Regions from separate parts of the Salvelinus alpinus genome. Here region 1 is linked to region 2. The links are chromatin contacts, called in public Hi-C maps. All regions are on one chromosome and are shown on one strand. The core of a region is the stretch at or near the end of the contact, and the rest is flanking DNA. Distances in the headings are between cores, read along the strand shown.

Region 1 (5,058 bases), core at 78-2,577, 290 kb after region 2:
ATTTTTGTCACTCACATCTGCAGTGTTCGGTCTCTGGTTTTTACCCACTTATTCACATTTGTGAGAGTTACGATGGAGTGACTGTTACAAATTGTGTTGATGATGTACCGCCTCCCAATGAGGATCCTTCAGTGGTTTTCTAGGTTTTATGTTACTGACATCCGGTATCCATAGAAGTACAGAAACCTGTTAACCACATCACCGGTGTCTTGATATAAATTGTGAATATGGTACTTTTTAATCTGTATTTATAGAACAATTTTCTGTGTTTGCAGAACACGGGAGTTGTTATAGAACTCCAGCAAAAAACGACTAGCTGCATGTTGCTTATGAGTGCATTTCACACAACTTTTGGATTATAATGGGATTTTAAGGCTTTTATGAATGTTCTGCTTGATATAATGTTGGTGTCATCATCGCAAATCAACTGCATTGTACTTCAACCAGTAAAATGGCTCTTTGGCTAGCTTTTCCCTACAGCCTATGTCAATGAGCGTTAGCATTCTAGCTAACAATTGCTGCATCCAAAATACTTATTTGCAAAGATCACAACCAAATATAATTTTAGCGATTGTTAAAGCAAGAATCAAAGCATCATTGTAAGCGTATGAGAACCCCAAAAGTTATTTTGTTTAGAACTAAGAAAACGATAAATCTAGGCTATGTTGAATTTGCGCAGATGGCCGTCAAGAGTAGCGCGCATCTAATTTATGCGTTACGTCAGTGTCGTATACTGGAAAAGGGTCTATTGCAAATGTCATGTATTCTTTCAGGAATAGATCTGATAAGGCAATTTTATTAGACAATCGCAAGTTTATTAACGCAATGTCGTGTATGGTTTGTCGCTGAATAAACTGTGGCCAGTGCAACGGTTGTCACAGTTCCTATGTTTAAATATTGATTTATATAATTTGCAGAAACTTTTGAATCTTCAGTAAACACGATGGGTATGTCTGAGTGTTGTTCAGAGGCTCTATGCAGATTAGAAACAGCAGGGTTCTAATTTTAGTAGATTATGCAGATAAAATTGCATACAATGTTTCATGTATTATGATTTATCTCGTTTCACTGATCGCTACTTTGCATACAATGTTACTGGTGAAGACATTGGGTGAAGATGATTGCCACCCAGCGTCAGTATGTGGCCACTGCAATTCGCAACCCAATTGTGCCTACCGTTCTCATTGGTCAACTGTGATATATTCTAATGTTTGATTGGTCGATTTATTCCCGCAGTGAGGCAAAGGCCTGCCTTTGTCGGTTGTTGATTAGTGTGCCCACGTAGAACTAAATGGTGATTGGACTCTTCACCGCTCAATCTTCAAAATGCCGGTATTGGGGGTGGTGTTTCAGAAGAATTCTGCAGCTGTCTGCAAGATGGCGGAACGGGGAAGGGATCTGTCTGGCCTCGTTAAAAGAATAAAATAATTTATGTTTGCTAGTTAAGGGAAGAACATTTTGTAAATGAAATATAGGTGAGTGATCAAATGTGCTCATTGTTTCTGTTTTTAATATTTAGCCCAGTCATTTTGACACCTAATTGTGTAGCTTAACCGCTTAGCTTCAAGTTTGAGCTAAGCTAACCAGGTAGCTAAAGTTAGCTAGGCTAGTGCGTAGAAGGACAGTACAAATTGCTCGTTTTTTGAAATCGTTCAGTTTCGACGGTGCCCCATATTGCTAACTATTAGCAAAAGTTTTAGCATTAGATGACTTTGTAGGGTGAATCCAGTTAACGTTAGCATTCTGCAACCAAGTAAGGCTTTTTCTTGCACTGCTTGGCCTGTGGTGCTGGCATTAGTAAGCCATCATAAAAATGCTGCATAATGTGCATAGCTACCGTGGCTACATGTTTTTGCACCGCAATGTTGCTCTCTTGGCATCAATTATTGACTGACATGTCTCTGTTTTTCTAGCTCTGACGGAGGATTTGACAGTGGAGGAGTCGCAGTGCCTAGAACCCGAGTAATATAAGCTGAATGCATTGTGATTTCCAATAATTGAGACAGTGATTCTAAAAAGCTGTCTACATTAATGAAAAGAACAATGTAGTCAGCTTAGCATATTCAACACTGGTACATGATCAACACAGGGAAGTTGTTTTGTTCGAAATCTTGTGCAATGTGCTTCTGCATGCATTTGAGCTAAATACTTATTAGAACAGGTTGCAAAAACAGCCAGGGTGACCCATAGAGAATTTATTGTATTTAGTAATTCATAAGACAGTCAACATGGAGATAGATGACATATTACCCCCCTTGCCGTTGGAGCCACCTGATGATTTAAACTCGGAGGGCCTTAATGGTAAAGCGCAGCCTCCACCACCTCCCCTGCAAACGTCCAGTGACGCAGAGGAAATGGACGTTAGCTCTGGTGGTGATGGACAGACACACACCCCAGCAGGGGACCAGGACCTGGGGCTCCTCGCCAAGGGCTCCATAACCTTCAGTAATAACCTGTCAGATGAGGCTGAACCCAGCGCACTGTGCCCTAGAACAGCCCGCCATGCGCCCCCTGTCACCAAGTTCCTACCAGAGCTTAAGTTACTACAAGACATTAAGATCAGTGTCAGCGTTGTAGATAGCAGCAGGTGCAAAGATAGGAAGGTGCTGTACACAGGGATCGGTCAGGAGGGTGGTGGTGTAGGGGAGACCAGCTCAGAGGGCCTTAATGGTGAGTTGCATGATGCCGATACAGAGCTAGGGGCTGTTGAGGGTAGCTCAGGACTGGGGAACGGGATGGTCTGTGGCAGTGCAGGGAGGAGAGGGGAAGAGGCAGACCTGGAGAACAAAGTGGAATTTGCGGTCTTGGACGAGCTGGAGGACTTCAGTCAGGACTTCCTGGATACGGAGAATGTGGAGCAGGGGGGTTTCAGGTCTGAGGAAATGGTTCAACCGGAGAATGCTGACGAGGAGAACCTGAATTACTCATATGAGGTACGTAACCAAGGGGCCCTGTCTTTGCCTCTGCAGAGCCTTGTCATTGTCCACTCACTGATCTTTTGTGCCTTGTTCACACTGTAGGGCTGACCCGAAACCATAATGGCTTGGATATTCTTTTCACATCATCCTTTCCAGCACAGTTCCAGCAACTATGGAAGATGCGTAACAACGATACAGATAATGATTTTTGTGTGGAGAACTTACCGATATTGAAATATCTGCCGTAATTAAAACATACTTTTTTTACACTGGGGAAATGAAAAATAGTTATTTTTCACACTGCATTTTTATAAATTGCCATCCAAACCAGCAATTGTCCAAGAAATATGCTTCAAATGTTGATTTCTTACTTTGTGAAATGAATGACGCATCATGAGAATGGCTGCCAGTGTTCAGATAATCATAAGTTATAATTTTTGTTATCCTATTTATCGGTGGAATTATTGTCCGATAATAGGGATAAAAAGCCAATATCAACAGATATCGGTGGACCGCAATAATATCATTCAGGCTCTAGTGACGATGTTACCCCAGTATGGTTTGGCTCTGTAATGTGAAAAGGGTAATAGTGTATAGTCATTTTTCTGGTGATATCGGAATAAAATGTCAGCTTGTTCATCGTAGTTTTGATTCTTGATGGAAGCAGCAGAAATTCATTATTTTTCTACTTGAGATTGAGGTTGACATACACTACCGGTCAAGTTTTAGAACACTTACTCATTCAAGGGTTTTTCTTTATTTTTGCTTTTTACTACATTGTAGAATAATAGTAAAGACATCAAAACTATTAAATAACACATATGGAATCATGTAGTAACCAGAAAAGTATATAACAAATCAAAATATTTGAGATTCTTCAAATAGCCACCCATTGCCTTGATGACAGCTTTGCCTACTATTTGCATTCTCTCAACCAGCTTCATGAGGTCGTCACCTGGAATGCATTTCAATAAACAGGTGTGCCTTGTTAAAAGTTCATTTGTGGAATTTCTTTCCTTAATGTGTTTGAGGCAACCAAGTGTGTTGTGACAAGGTAGGGGTGGTATACAGCAGATAGCCCTATTTGGTAAAATACCAAGTCTATATTGGAGCAAGAACAGCTCAAAAAAGCAACGATAAACAACAGTCCAACATTACTTTAAGACACGAAGGTCAGTCAATCGGGAACATTTGCAGCCCAAATAAATGCTTCAGAGTTCAAGTAACAGACATTCAACATCAACTGTTCAGAGGAGACTGTGAATCAGGCGCTCATGGTCGAATTGCTGCAAAGAAACCACTACTAAAGCACACCAATAAGAAGTAACTTGCTTGGGCCAAGAAACATGAGCATTAGACCGGTGGAAATCTGTCCTTTTGGTCTGATGAGTTGAGATTTTAGATTTTTGGCTCCAACTGCCTTTGTGAGACGTGGTGTAGGTGAACGGCTGATCTCCGCATGTGTGTTTCCCACCGTAAAGCATGTAGGGGGTGGTGTTACGGTGTGGGGGTGCTTTGCTGATGACACTGATTTATTTAGAAATCAGCACTTAACCAGCATCCCATCTGGTTTGCGCTTAGTGGGACTATCATTTGTTTTTCAACAGGACAATGACCCAACACACCTCCAGGCTGTGTAAGGGCTAGTTTACCAGATGACCTGGCCTCCACAATCATCTGACCTCAACCCCAATTGAGATGTTTCTGGGATGAGTTGGTCCGCACAGTGAAGGAAAAGCAGCAAACAAGTGCTCAGCATATGCGGGAACACCTTCAAGACTGTTGGATAAGCATTCCTCATGAAGCTCGTTGAGAGAAAGCTTTGCACACTCTTGGCAGTCATCAAGGCAAAGGGTGGCTACTTTGAGGAATCTAAAATATATTTTGTTTGTTCAACTTTTTTTTTTGGTTACTACATGATTCCATCTGTTATTTAATAGTTTTGATGTCTTTCACTATTCTACAATGTAGAAAATAGTACAAATAAAAACCCTTGAATGAGAATGTGCTCTTAACTTTTGACCGGTAGTGTAGTTGGTATGCTTGGTGTCTTCAAAAGTTCAACCTGATTTGAATCTCCTCTCATCCACTTTGTTTGTTTCCAAAGCTTTTGTTTGTTATGCATGCCAGATATTGGTTG
Region 2 (5,319 bases), core at 1,043-3,542:
CAAATCAAATGTTATTAGTCACATGCGCCGAATACAACAGGTGTAGTAGACCTTACAGTGAAATGCTTACTTACAAGCCCCTAACCAACAATGCAGTTAAAAAAAATATGAATAAGAAATAAAAGTAACAAGTAATTAAAGAGCAGCAGTAAAATAATAGCGAGATTATATTACAGGGGGGTACCAGTACAGAGTCAATGTGCGGAGGCACCGGTTAGTTGAGGTAATATGTATATATAGGTAGAGTTATTAAAGTGACTATGCATAGATGATAACAACAGAGAGTAGCAGCGGTGTAAAAGAGGGGGAGGGGGCAATGCACATAATTTGGGTAGCCATTTGATTAGATGTTCAGGAGTCTTATGGCTTGGGGGTACTGTATATATCTTATTTATTAAATCGTGATGGGAATTCAAGAATTTTGCTATTGCTTTCCAAAATAGTTCATGAAATGTGCATATCCACAGGTTTCCATTGTTCTCATACTATTGAGATTTACCAGTCATGGGAGATGGGCCCGGGGATTTGCCAGCCATATTTCTGAGCGTCTTTCAGAGCTGTGCCCAGCAGAGCAGCCTGGTGCATGAGCTTCTTGGGAATGCAGCCCACGTTCACGCACGTACCACCAATGCCCCACTTAGTACCTGAAAGGGAAGCATGAGATTTTTGGTTTATCTTCAATATTCATGCAGATTGGTCACAACATGCATACTGTTTCTTTACTCTGAGAGAAGGAAGGAAAAATGCGTTTACGGTTCAAGTCAAGCTGATTATGATGGAATGTCCAGTCAGTATAACATTTCTCTTACCTTTAACTGACGGCTCCACATAATCTAACACAGCAACTTTCTGTCCTAGCTGAGCCGCTGAAAACAAAGTACATGATGTTTTGGTCAATCGTCACGTTCACTAAAGCTGCAATTAGACCAGTGGAGGCTGCAGAGGGGAGGACAGCTCATAATAATGGCTGGAAAGGAGCGAATGCAACGGCATCAAACACATAGAAACCATGTGTTTGATACCATTCCACTCCAACCATTACCACGAGCCTGTCCTCCCAAATTAAGGTGCCACCATCCTCCTGTGAATTAGACATTATCCCACATATAGAACCTTCCCACATAAGGGTCCATTGAGCCAGTCAACCTGGTAACAAACCATCTGGGGTACATGATTGTATACTATCCTCAAGAACAGTGGTTCCCAGTGGTGGAAAGTAGTACTTAAGTAGTGTTTTTTTGTGTATCTGTACCTAACCACTTATATTTGACATCATTTAATGGACTACTTAAAGTTGTAATAGTAGAATGCACACGGTGCAATTTCGAAATTGGGTAGTGCATCATCCGTTTTCCTCTAGTCATGTCCATCATTGCAGACCGTAGAGCGCTATTTGTAACTTGTCAGAATTGTCAAGATCAACTAGCCCATGTCAGCTAACGTTTTTTTAGCCCATTGACTTTGTTGCAATGTTTGACCTACTCAAATATCATATGAACACACAAGACAAATGACCAAATGTATAGAACTGCAGGAAATAAGCTTTAAACCTGCAAAATGTTCTCTCAGCAAACAAGAGGGGTTTGAACAGTTTGTCATTAACAGTGCTTGTGCCCATAGAAATAGGCTTGGGCGCTATGTTCCTCAACGCGGAGTGAAAGTTAGTTCAAGAACACCGACTGCTCAAGAACACCGACTAAACAAAAGGTAAATCCCTAGCTCATAACGTATTGTAATACTAATGCTGAGATTGAGACACTCACCTTCTTTGGAACAAGCCAGACCCCCAGAGCCACCACCAATAACGACGAGATCATAGTCAAATGTTCCTGTAACAAACCAAATGCCATGCCATTCAATCTCTATTGGACAATGCTGATAGTAATACCATAATAAACATAGCCGAAATATATGCCTGAGGTTACTCATCAACCAAGCTGACAAGTGCATAGTGAAGGGCATTTGAAAATAGCATGTTATTCTACCAAAGACACGTAATGTCGACAAGGAATACTTCACACTGACAGCTTGTTTGGCAGTGACAGGTAGCTTAGCTAACGTTAGCAGGGTCATGTTAGCCACTGTAGTGTAGCAAACAAAAAAACGAAACGCTGTGCGATAATCTGTCAGCTTGTCACAAGCTAACTAGTAATATGGCAACAACCTCCCTACCAGTCAAGTTTCTCGTAAGAAGTTGAATGCAGTTGGTGCGTTTCCACCGGTGTCTGACTCTACATAAGGCTGCCATGTTGTTATTACAAAAGGACCTTCACCGAGTCATAGGCGTCTGGAAATCTGCCTGACCTATTTTACGTATGTGAGGCACATTCACTAACGCAACGTTGTCAAATGTTGCAAAGTTGAAATGGCGTTGTAGTGTTGGAAATAGAACATTAAATAAATTGCTACTGTAGTAGCTACGTAATAAATACGTACATTTGATAGACTAGGTCAGGCTTAGACAAGAAATTAAAAATACAGGAGGAGTTTGTGAAATATGACTTAAAATAGGAATATTTACATTGTTGGATTCCAAACAGTAACTGATTTGGTATTAGCATGTTTTTTTTATATAGATTAAATCAGGTCTCATTTAACCATGCAGACAAGAAAACTATATAAGAGAATAGTGACAACTTTCTGCAATACATTCGTGTTTCGGCTTCAGGTAAAATACATGAAGCTGTATATCCTTGCATTTGTGCGGAATACCAAACAAACATACACAGTCAACATGTTCTTTCCAGGCATGGTTTATTGAAAACACACCAAATTTATACTCTACAAATCTGTATTTTTTCCATTATTTAAACAAGCATAACACTTGCCTCTGGGTATTAGTAAAATTAACATAATACATTATGTCACTGTGGCACCGCTCTGATAGCTACGAAAGTAATAACAACTTACTCTATGAAATCAAACCATTTTTTATGTCTCCATCTTTTAAAAGTTTATAATTCAATGTAATACAAGGCAAATATCCACCAACAGTCTAGACTACACTGAGGACAGAGTGGGTGAATGTGTGAGTGTGTGAAAGTAGGGGGAAGGGAGAGATGGATAGGGAGCCTGACAGAGAAAAGAGGTAAACAGAGAAAGGGATGAGGGCGGAGGGAGGATAAAGCATGATATAAAACACATTTTCTTGATCTACCATGGAAAAGGTTAAGGCACATGATAGTTACAAACACATTTGCTACTGATACAGTTACTTTATTTTGAAGAGTTTGAATCAGTGATGTCTACACAGGTAGGTCTTGCCCCTTTGATTCAATTTCTGCCCCATTTTCTTGCATTTCTTTCACAGCATCTTGTTTAGTAAATGTACAATTAGTTGTACATCCACAAACAAGCTCCTGGACTACTTTCATATGTATATAAATACAACGGCAGTTCCTTTGGTTGTGTACTCCAAAATGCAGTCAGGAATAGACAGTCAGAGATGAATAATCCAATGAAAAGCACATAGTTCTGAGGACGTATGTCGACATGGAGAACGTTACTTTTCTCTGAAATCAAAAGTTAATACATGTACTTTTTAATCTTTATTTTATCACATAAGTCTTTGTAAACACAGTGTAAAATATGCAAGCTTTATAAAATCACATCACAAAGAAACTCAGACGCAGGCACATGCCATTCTCCTATAGCCGACGCATGAGTTGAGCTGTTCTGTAGTGGAGGCCCCCCTCACTAGTCCCAGGATTGGGAGAGAGAAGGTTCATAGTGCAGTGTCCACATGGAGATGGAGAAAGACGAATCACAACACCACTACTAAATCTTTACCCACGTGCAGTTTAGCTTGTCTTTTGTCCCTTTAAAAGACAACGGCGTAATCTTCTACTACATTTCAACTGCCTCTAGAGAGAACAAAAAATAAAGTAAAATCGGACTTTGTATACTTTGTACAATGTGATGCAAATTCTGCCTTGAACCACATGAAACTGCTCCCCTCTGTTCTCTGCGGATGTGAATTACTTGAATATCCAATTACACCACAAAAACTGGCACTTAAAGAATATATAAACATCTGTACATTTGCTCATGCTGGTTTCAAATAGTTCTTTAAAGATGCATTGGCAAAATCAAAGCACGTTTTTAGGTTATCAGCGACTATATAATTGCAGTGTGAAATGAAATGGAATTCTAGCACTGCTGTCTATCCCTGCTGCTGCATCCACCCATCCTTCTCTTGAGTGACCCCTGCTGAACTATCCACTTCCCCTCTCTTTCTCCCCCTCCCTAATCTCCTACAAAGATTTGGAGACCAGGTCATCAGTCCATCACACCTTTAAAAAAAAGCTGAAGATAAATGTCTTCTTTTTTCAATTTTGACAGTACAAAATATAAATATGTAATTAACATGACTCTACATATTTGATACACACCTAAATGATGTAGTTATTTCTGTTTACAAACATGGTGATCCTTTATCCAATGAATGTGCTTCCGAAACGACCTGTTATGAGTACACAATTAAGTTTGTCTTGTTTTTTTTTGTTGTTTTTTTTGCTTTTCTTTGACCCTAATATACATTTATAAAACCAACAAAAATATATAACGCTTTTAGGTTCTACCCTTTGACAACAGGAGCATGTACACTGAATAAAAATATAAACACACCATGTAAAGTGATGGTCAATGTGTCATGAGTTGAAATAAAAGATCCCAGAAACATTCCATAGGCACAAAAATATTATTTCTCTCAAATGTTTTGCAAAAATGTGTTTACATTCCTGTAAGTGAGCAGTTTATCCTTTGTCAAGATAATCTATCCACCTTACAGATGTAGCATATCGAGAATCTGATTAAACAGCATGATCCTTACATAAGTGCACCTTGTGCTGGGGACAATAAAAGGCCACTCTAAAATGTGCAATTTTGTCCCACAATGCCACAGATGTCTTAAGTTTTTAGGGAGCGTACACAATTGGCATGCTGGCTGCAGGAATGTCCACCAGAGCTGTTTCCAGATAATTTAATGTTAATTTCTCTACCATACGCCGCCTCCAATTTCGTTTTAGAGAATTTGGCAGTACGTCCGGCCTCGCAACCGCAGACCACATGTAACCACCCCAGCCCAGGACCTCCACATCCAGCTTCTTCAGAAGGGGGGGGGGGGGGGGGGTATTTCTGTCTGTAATAAAGCACTTTTGTGGGGTAAAACTCATTCTGATTGACTGGGCCTGGCTCTACAGTGGGTGGACCTGGCTCCCAAGGGGTGAGCCTATGCCCTCCCAGGCCCACCCATGGCTGCACCCCTGCCCAGTCATGTGAAATCCATAGATTAGGCCCCAATTAATTAATTTAAATTGA

Evidence for each region. A called contact is a pair of places that touch in the nucleus more often than the background predicts.
Region 1: a contact with region 2 is called in a Hi-C map of red muscle, with 6 times the contacts expected there. The contact joins the promoter of LOC139576572 here to the promoter of txnrd2.2 in region 2. A contact is called at or near these places in 2 of 3 Hi-C or Micro-C datasets (muscle and red muscle).

Annotation. Positions count from the first base shown.
Region 1 is chr5:67,669,035-67,674,092 of SLU_Salpinus.1, forward strand. It overlaps LOC139576572 (microprocessor complex subunit DGCR8-like), which reads left to right and starts at 1,328. Exons shown (of 14, transcript XM_071402813.1): 1 at 1,328-1,475; 2 at 1,914-2,933. The coding sequence starts at 2,229.
Region 2 is chr5:67,376,370-67,381,688 of SLU_Salpinus.1, forward strand. txnrd2.2 (thioredoxin reductase 2, tandem duplicate 2) reads right to left here and starts at 2,293. Exons shown (of 17, transcript XM_071402799.1): 1 at 2,173-2,293; 2 at 1,764-1,829; 3 at 810-866; 4 at 500-644. The coding sequence starts at 2,248. LOC139576570 (splicing regulator ARVCF-like) reads right to left here. Exons shown (of 23, transcript XM_071402800.1): 23 at 2,738-5,319.